Regions from separate parts of the Ovis aries genome. Here region 1 is linked to region 2. Evidence: chromatin contacts called from public Hi-C data. All regions are on one chromosome and are shown on one strand. The core of a region is the stretch at or near the end of the contact, and the rest is flanking DNA. Distances in the headings are between cores, read along the strand shown.

Region 1 (4,481 bases), core at 1,584-4,083, 240 kb after region 2:
ACCCAGGAGAGTTCTTTCGTCATTAGTATCCGAAATGTCATCAGGGAACGATCAAGAATTTCCATCCACAATGAGAGATGAGTCTTAAAATGTAGCACCTCTCTTTCCCTGTATGACTGGTATTAGTTCCTTTCTTAATAACACACTTCCCTTTGAGAGGAATAGGAGGCTAAGTATCTAGAGAAATTACCCCTGAGGAAGAAGGAGGAGAAGAGGAAGGGCTGTAGCGAGGTGCTGACTCAGGGACAGACCCATGGAGCCACAGCAGTAGTCCAGATACAAACCATACATTTAGGTGATTTCTGTACTTAACACGGCAGTCATACAGACTTGTGGGAAAACAACAGACTGTTGAATGAATGGTTCTGGAACAATGGGATATCAAAAAGAAAAAAACCTACATGGAACCATATATAGAAAAATAAGTTCTAAGTGGATTAAAGATTTAAAAGTCAAATGGACTTTTGGAAGAATATATAGGTGAAGATCTTTATGACCTTGTATAGGGAATATTTCTTAAACTAGACACAGAAAGGATAACCCAAAAGAAACAGATTGATAAATTTGACCCCATTAAAAAAAAAAAAAAACGGTAAAAAGACAAGCTCCAAGGTGGAAGGGGTTTGTATTTTATATTATCAACAAAGAAACATAAAACATAAAGAGTAAAAAGTCAATTTTCTAAAAAAGGACAGCCCAGAAAGACAGTGGACAAAAGATGTAAATAGGCACTTCACAACGAAGAAAAAAATTGGCAATAAAAATGAAAAGACCTCCACCAAGAAATGCAAATTAAAATCCACAGTGAGATGCTATTTCACACCTATATCAGCAAACATTTAAAACTTTGACACCAAGAATTGTGAGAATGTGGAGCAAAAAGGAGCGCACATATACTACTACATTGCCATTATAAATTAGAATCTCCACATCAGAAAACTGACATTATCTTGCAGAGTTGACACACATGCCCAAATATTCAGGATCAGCAGTGAGTGCTAAAGAGCCACTATGAAGATGTCATACACATGCACCAACATGCTATTTGCATAGATGCATAGTACTGGGTTGGCCAAAAAGTTCATTCTAGTTTTTCTCTTCAATGATTTGGAAAAACCTGAACAGACTTACTGGCCAACTCAATAATAATAGAGTAAGAGAGGGCTAAGTAGGGAGGGGAACACAGGGGCAACTGTCCTTCAATAACAAATGCTCTAATGCTACTCTTGTGCACACAGACTATTTCATAAGAAAAAAATATCTGGGTTGAAGCCAGGGTCCGTGGTGGGTGTGGTGGGGAGGGTCTGAGCAGAGGTGGCAGCACAGGTGAGTATGAGAGAGAGAATGGTTAGTTGGGCAATTGCTGGTGCTACAGGTGGGTGTGAGAGGTAAGAGCAAGTACGAGGGGGCCGATCACAGAGTGTGTGCCAGGATGAACAGCTTGGATTAACTGGGCAGTCAGTGGAGTGAGGTCTTGGCAGGGTAGAGGCAAGGTGGCAGGACAGGGAGGAAGTCGTGGTGGCCTTGCTGAGAGAAGAAAGCCAAAGCAAGGCCATGGCTAGGAGAAGGACAAGCGGAGCAGGAGCTCGAGAGGTGTCTAGGAGGTGAAACGGTCTGAGCTTGGTGGCTGGGTGTGGGTGACTGAGAGGAAAACGGCACTGCTGCCCTCAAGGAGGTGCAATGGAACTCCCCACTCTTTAACGGTGGGTTATGTACTCTTCCTTCCAAAGAGTACAAGCCAGAAACGGGTAAACCTGAGAAACACTGCCTCAGCAGGTGATCAAGGAAGGTCAATGTCTTCGGCGATAAGTTGTGATGGTACACACCTTTGACCTGATGTGATGAGGATAGCACTTTACCTGTGTGGTCTTCCTTCCAAAAGCACCCCAACCCCAGTCGAAATCATAAGAAAATCATCAAACAAATCCAAATGAGGGACATTCCACAAAATACCTGATCAATACTCTCAAACTGTCAAAGTCATCAAAAACATGGAAATTTTGAGAAATAGCTGTAAATAAGAGGAGCCTAAGGAAACATGACAAGTAATTGTAATGTTATTTCCTGGATCAGATCCTGGAACAGGAAAAAAAAAAAAAAAAAACCTAGGGTTTTTTCCACTAGGGTGAAAACTAGGAAATCTGAATAAAGTATGGAGTTATAGATTATGTATGTGCTCAGTCGCTCAGTTATGTCTGACTTTTTGCGACCCCGTGGACTGTAACCTACCAGGCTTCTCTGCCCATGTAAAATTTCCAGGCAAGAGTACTGGAGTGGGATGCCATTTCCTACTCCAGAGGAATAGGAATCCCTGACCCAGGGATTGAACCCGCCTCTCTTGTGTCATCTTCGTTTGTGGATGGATTCTCACCACTGGCACCACCTGGGAAGCCCCCATAGATTATGTATGGATATGGGTTATTATTTCTGACAAATGTACCATTCTTGTGTAATGTGTTTATGATAAGGGAAGCCTGGTGTGGGGCATACGAGAATGCTATCTTCACACCTTTTCTGAAAATCTGAAAACATTCTAAAATAAACCTGTGGCTGATTCATGTCAATGTATGGCAAAACCAATACAGTATTGTAAAGCAAAATAAAGTAAAAAAAAAAAAAAAAGCCAAATCTGTTTGCTCTGAAAACTTAATTAAAACTGATTTCTACTCTCCCTAAAAACCCTGGTTTCTTATCAGGCTCACAGAGTCAGTCCTAGTTCTCTCAATCCCTCCTCTACAGGCACAGGTGAGAAGGGGGTTTGCTTAGGAAGGAAGGACTACAACTCCCAGAGTGCCCCTGTGCGGTTGTCAGGAGCAACCAAGGAATGCAGACTAACAGACCTGCCACTGGAGTCAGGACTATCCACCGACTGACAACCGGCCAGCCATGGGCCAGGATTATTACTCTGTGCTCCAGATCACTCGCAATTCAGAAGATGCTCAGATCAAGAATGCGTAAGTTGGGGCAGGAGCAAAGCTTTTGGGTTGTGCTGGGACAGGCCTCACCCTCATCTCTTCCAAACTGAACTTTCTAGCACAGTTTAGGGCAGGCAAGGTAAACCATGTTCCTTCTCTTACTTCTTGCACACCCTCATCCTGGCTTTGGGTTGGATCAGGGTTCCCAATTCATCATCCCTTACCCTCTATGCCCTGTCTGTTCTCCTGGGTACCATGGTCTTCCTAGAAATAAAGTGAGAACAAAGGAGACTTTACCCTTAATATTGTAGAGACCCACATGATTGCGAACGGGAGAGTGACCTGGCCAGATATGTTACAAATTTTATTCTGCTGTCACGTGGGATTTTGATATTGAATAAATCCCATCTCTGAATAGTTCCATCAAGTCTCGGGGACTTTGTAGTATTTCTGAGAAATCCGGGGCAGGAATCAGAAGATTTTTCTGAAAAAATGTTTTTTGGTGAGTATTATGTGGGTTCAGTGTGGTCTCAGCAGCTGGAGATACTACTGTGAATCAGACGTGCAGCTTAATTTTGTTGATGAATACAGATGTTGAATAAGTCACAGTAAGCTTGATGAATGTTACTAAAGGGGACATACAGGGCATGTGGAAGCTATATTAGAAAGAGAGAGACCCCTTCAGTGGCTGTCACAATAATCAAGGCAAAAAGATGAGGCTTGAAGCAGGGCAGTGAGCTGGAGAGAGAAGAGAGAATGGACTTAGTTATTAATTGGATCATTGAGGGGTAAAGAAAAAGGGAGGAATCTAGGATAATTTCATGGACTAGTGACAATAGCTACACTCCATTGAACTGTGCAGATGCTGTTCTGAGAACCTTCTATCATTTCATTTAATCCTCACAACAGCCTGAGCAGCAGGTACCATTATTATCCCAGGACCATTTGCCTAGTAACCAGCAGAGTGAATATTCAGTCACCTTGCCTACTATTGTTGCCTACCATGGATCACATCCAGTAAGGGATCTCAGTGAGCTAACTGGAGAGAGTCTACAGTGGTTGAGAAATAAGACACAAACTCATGAATCAATTAGAGAACAATTCAGGATAGTCTGTGATGTCATCCACCGTTCATAACATTTGGTTGGCCAGTGAAACGTGTCTAGGGAAATGTCACAAGGAGAAAGCGCAGTTGGAAAGCAGAAAGATAACCTAAGCATTAGAAGCATTGTTTCCATGGGGAAACAATGGAAACAGTGAGAGACTTTATTTTGGGGGGCTCCCAAATCACTGCAGATGGTGACTACAGCCATGAAATTAAAGGATGCTTGCTCCTTGGAAGGAAACCTATGACCAACCTCGGCAGCATATTAAAAAGCAGAGATATTACTTTGCCAACAAAGGTCCGTCTAGTCAGAGGTATGGTTATTCTAGTAGTCATGTATGGATGTGAGAGTTGGACTATAAAGAAAGCTGAGCGCAGAAGAATTAATGCTTTTGAACTGTGGTTTTGGAGAAGACTCTTGAGAGTCACTTGGACTGCAAGGAGATCCAACCAGTCCATCC
Region 2 (4,540 bases), core at 1,972-4,471:
GGGGTTGTGGGAAGTGCTTTAATCATGAGGGCAGAACCCTTATATCAATGGCATTAGTACCTTTATAAAAGATGCTCCAGAGAGATCTCTGGCCCCTTCTGCCCTGTGAGGATACTACAAGAAGTCAGTGACACAAAAGAGGGCCCTAATCCAACCAACTATGCTGGCACACTGATCTTGTCAGATTTTTAGTCTCCAGAACTGTGAACAATCAATTCCTGCTGTTTATAAGGTACCCAATCTGTAGTATCTTTTTATAGTGGCCTAAATGAACTAAGAGAGAAAAAATAATACCAAGGTGTGGAAGTGCTGCTATAACAAATACCTAGAAATACAGAAAAGAGCTTTGGAAGTGGGTATAAGCAGAGGTTGGAAGAGTTTGGAAGTATGTGCTGAAAAAAAGCCTATATGGTATAAGAATGGACTCGCAGGGCTCAGAAGGAGAGCTTAAAGCAAGCCTCTCTTTTTCAAGAATACTTAAGTGGTAGCGACCAGAATATTGGTAGAAATACAGATGGAAAAAACCATTGTAATGAAGTCTCAGATGGAAATAAAGAATGTGCTACTGGAAACAGGAGAAAATTGGCAATTCTTATTATAAAGTGGCAAATATGGGTTTGATTCCTGGTCTGGGAAGATTCCACATGCCTCGGGGCTGACCCCTCACTCTATAGAGGTCAGAGCAGCAACTACTAGAGGCCTCATGAGTAGGGCTAGAACTAGAACCCGAGAGCTGAGCTGCAATTACTGAGCCTTCACTCTAGAACCTGAGAGCTGCAACTACTGAGCCCAAGTGCCGCAACTACCGAAGCCCTTGCACCCTAGAGCCTGTGCTCTGCAACAAGAGAAAATGAGAAGCCTATGCACCGCAGCTGGAGAGTAGCCCCTGCTCACAGCAACTAGCGAAAGTCTGCGTGCAGCAGTAAAGATCCAGCGCAGTCAAAAATACATTTAAACTGAGAGATTGGGACTGACATACATACACTACTATATATAAAACATGATTAGTAAGAACCTACCGTATAGCACAGGGAAATCTACTAAAGTACTCTGCAATTACCTCTATGGGAAGCCCTACCTCTATGGGAATAGAATCTAAAAAAAAGAGTGGATAGGGACCTCCTGGTGGTCCAGTGGCTAGCACTCCATGCTCCCAGTGCAAGGGGTGGGGGTTTGAACCCTGGTCAGGGAACTAGATCCCACTTGCTGCAAGTAAGAGCTTGAATACTGCAACTAAAAGATCATGCATGCTGCAATGAAGATTGAAGGTCCTGTGTGTTGCAACCAAGACCCAGTGCAGCCAAAATAAACTTTAAAAAATAAATATTTTTAAAAACACATTAAAAAATAAAAATGCAAAAGAGTGAATATATGTATAACTGATACACTGTGCTGTATAGCAGAAACACAACATTGTAAATCAGTTATATGTCAATAAAAATTAATTTTAAAAAAAAGGATGTGCAGCTGAGTTGGGAATTGTGTGATGTTTTACAGTGTATTTTTGCATGGAAATTTTCTTAAGGTTAGGAGGTGACCTGTTGTCAATGTAACCTGTTCTGCGACCAGCTTATCCTAACAAAGGAGTCTCTGCATTGGTGACAAGTGCTCTATCAGCTTTTAAATGCTCAACCCATGCCCAACAATTTTATAGCTGCTCCCAAGATTTCTGTTAGCAATAGCCTTTACCTACACAAAACACAATGGACCCAGTCTGGTTTTTAAGTCAGACCCAGTTGAACTGTGGTCAGTAACCACCAATAGTTCCTGATGTGGAATCTGGGGATAGAACCAAATGATGGGGTTTTCCACTCAAAATAGGGAATGGTGGAAAGCCAATTAGATTGGGAGCTCCATGCAAAGAGAGCAGAGCTCAGAAACAAGAGGAACTTGCCCACCATCTTTGAAAATGGTGAGAAAGACAGAGAACTCAAAAGGGTTCATGGGTTTGCCTGTGTTTCTCATCATCCCCAAAGCCATCAGAAGTAGCCTTCAGTTCAACTGCTGCCAGCAAATGTTTAAAAAACAAAATTCAGCTGAGTAAATTTGAAGCTCTAATTGGCTTTATTCAATGATCCATTAATAGTAACCCATCTAGTGGATAGAGAGGGACTCTGAGGACCTCTACAAAACAGAAGGCTTTTTATAGGCAACAGGGGGTTGGAAAAAAATGTTTCTAGTAAAGAACAGATTGATCTTCCTAGAGGGGACAAATGGGATCTATTGGGTGGGTTATCTCTCTAGCGCTGACCAGGTAATTCCAGGTCAAGTGGTTAAAGGTCACATTCCAAGAAGCTGAAACTGCAATTAGGTTAGGTTAAGTCCTGTTGACTTGTGGCTTAGCTCAAGTGACTCCATTTGGGGTTTGTTGTTTCATTTTTAACATATGAGGAGAGAGAAATGATTTAAAAGGTGGAATTCTTAGGACTTCCCTGGCAGTCCAGGGGTTAAGATTCTGTGTTTCCACTGCAGGGAGTGCAGATTTGATCCCTGTGAGTGGAACTAAGAGAGCTGATGCCACGTGGTGCACTGAAGTGAAATGAAAATGAAAATAATAAAAAGGTGAAATTCTTAATCAAAGGGGAAACAGGAACTCGAAATTTGAAAAATTCTCAGCCTATTCATATTGAATAAGAGAGTTCATTTAAGAGAGAATACAAAGGGTGTGGCAGGATTTGGTAAGATTTATATGGAGCTACCATTTCAACAGAAGCTAGGAGCTATTCTAGACAATGGGGAGATTGGTTGGTCATCTAAAGACAGGACCTATTGTCCAAGGCGATAGAAGAATGACCCCAAAGGCATTGCCATCACTGTCCCAAACTGAAAGGGCATATAAGGACAGATTAATTCCAAAGGAGAGGCTTCTGCTGCCTGGTACCCTTTCACATTGCAGGATCTGATCCCCTAATTCTGGCATCTAGCCCCGCAGCTGCCCTTGGTGTAGTGCAGGCCATGGTGGCAGCTCTTTCAGAGGTGTAGCCAGCTTTGTCCACCCAGATTCCAAAGAATGGACCCTTCTGGGCCTCTGGTGTGCAACCCCATCAGAGAACCACTTTAGGGTACAGCAGAGAGCTCCTATGATGGCAAAGCCCAGAAGAGTTGTGGGGGTGGGACTGCTCTCAAACCCCCAAACTGGTAGAGCCAGTTTTGAGTGTGAGATTCCACTTCCAGAGCCACAAGCACAAGATTCCAACCCACAAGAGCTGGGGTGTGGCCACTCCAGTAGGTCCAAAGTGCAGGTCCCTGCCCCAGTGTACCTTAGGGTTTTGGACTTGCTTAGGACTTGTTACCCCTTTCTTCTTTTGTTTAGCCATGCCACGTGGCTTGTGGGATCTGTTTCCTGACCAGGAATTGACCTGGGGCCCTCGGCAGTGAAAGCATGAAGTCCTAACCACTGGACCACAAAGGAATTCCTTTATTTCTCCTTTTTGAAGTAGGAATGTCTATCCTATGCCTGTCCCACCATTGTATTCTGGAAGCACATAACTTGTTTGACTTAATGGGTTCATAAGTTCAATCAACACTGAATCTCACCCATGTAAAAAAATTAATCAACAGAAGCGTCAGAGTCAGGAGACCAGAAGAGGGAGCTCTCAGACTCTGCAATGATAGTCTTTCCTGGCAAGGAATTAGCCAATGAAAAGCCATGAACTTTCTCACAGTCCTTCTTTTCCTCACTAATAAACCATTCTCCTTCCCTTGCCACGCAGGGACTTGCCACAGTTGCAGATCCCAAACTGCAATTCTCTGCTGATTCTGAATAAAGCCTTTTCTTCCCCCACCTGGAGAAGTAACTCGCAGTTTATCTGTTTTAGGTCAACACCCATTTCTAATTTGGATGAGACTGGTGGCCTAGACGGTAAAGAATCTGCCTGCAATACAGGAGACCTGGGTTCAATCCCTGGATCAGGAAGATCCCCTGGAGAAAGGAGTGGGTACCCACTACAGTATTCTTCCCTGGAGAATTCCATGGACAGAGGAACCTGGCAGGCTACGGTCCATGGGGTTGCAAAGAGTCAGAAACGACTGAGTGACTAACAATTTCACAGATTTAGGCTTTAGAGTCAGTACTTGAACAGGTAGATTTGGGGGTTACTGGGATGGAATGAATGTATTTTTCATGTGAGAAGGATATGGACTTTGGGTGGCCAGGGGAAGAAAGCTATGGTCTGAAAGTTTGTGTCCCTCCAAAATTTTATACCTTAAATCCTCCAAAAGATGATGGTATTAGTAAATAGGGCTTTGGCACATGCTTAAGTCATGAGGGTGGAACCTTCACGAACAGGACTACTTATAAAAGGGATTCCAGAGAGATCCCTCACACCTTTCACCCTGTGAGTTCACTGAAAAAAAGGTTATGGCAATGAACTAGCACCTCGCCAGGTGATCACACTGGTGCTTTAATTTTGGACTTCTCAGTCTCCAGAACCGTAAGCAGTAAATTTTCTGTTGTTTATAAACTGCCCAGTCTGTGGTATTTCGTTACAGCAGTCTGAACAGACTAATATAGAAAAGACATCCTGTGTTCATGGACTGT

Evidence for each region. A called contact is a pair of places that touch in the nucleus more often than the background predicts.
Region 1: a Hi-C map of hypothalamus shows a contact between it and region 2, with 2.5 times the contacts expected there. The contact joins the promoter of DNAJB13 here to the enhancer-like site in region 2. A contact is called at or near these places in 6 of 16 Hi-C or Micro-C datasets (hypothalamus, liver, mixed tissues and 2 more).

Annotation. Positions count from the first base shown.
Region 1 is chr15:52,107,092-52,111,572 of ARS-UI_Ramb_v3.0, forward strand. DNAJB13 (DnaJ heat shock protein family (Hsp40) member B13) reads left to right here and starts at 2,834. Exons shown (of 8, transcript XM_004016312.5): 1 at 2,834-2,954. The coding sequence starts at 2,887.
Region 2 is chr15:51,869,595-51,874,134 of ARS-UI_Ramb_v3.0, forward strand. No RefSeq gene overlaps it. Among named protein-coding and RNA genes, the nearest start is that of PLEKHB1, 23 kb to the left of the region's middle. Within about 2 kb of position 3,222, at least 18 of the 54 cell types and tissues checked have an H3K27ac peak or open chromatin away from gene starts, as enhancers often do. A contact at or near this core is called in liver, where this site is marked.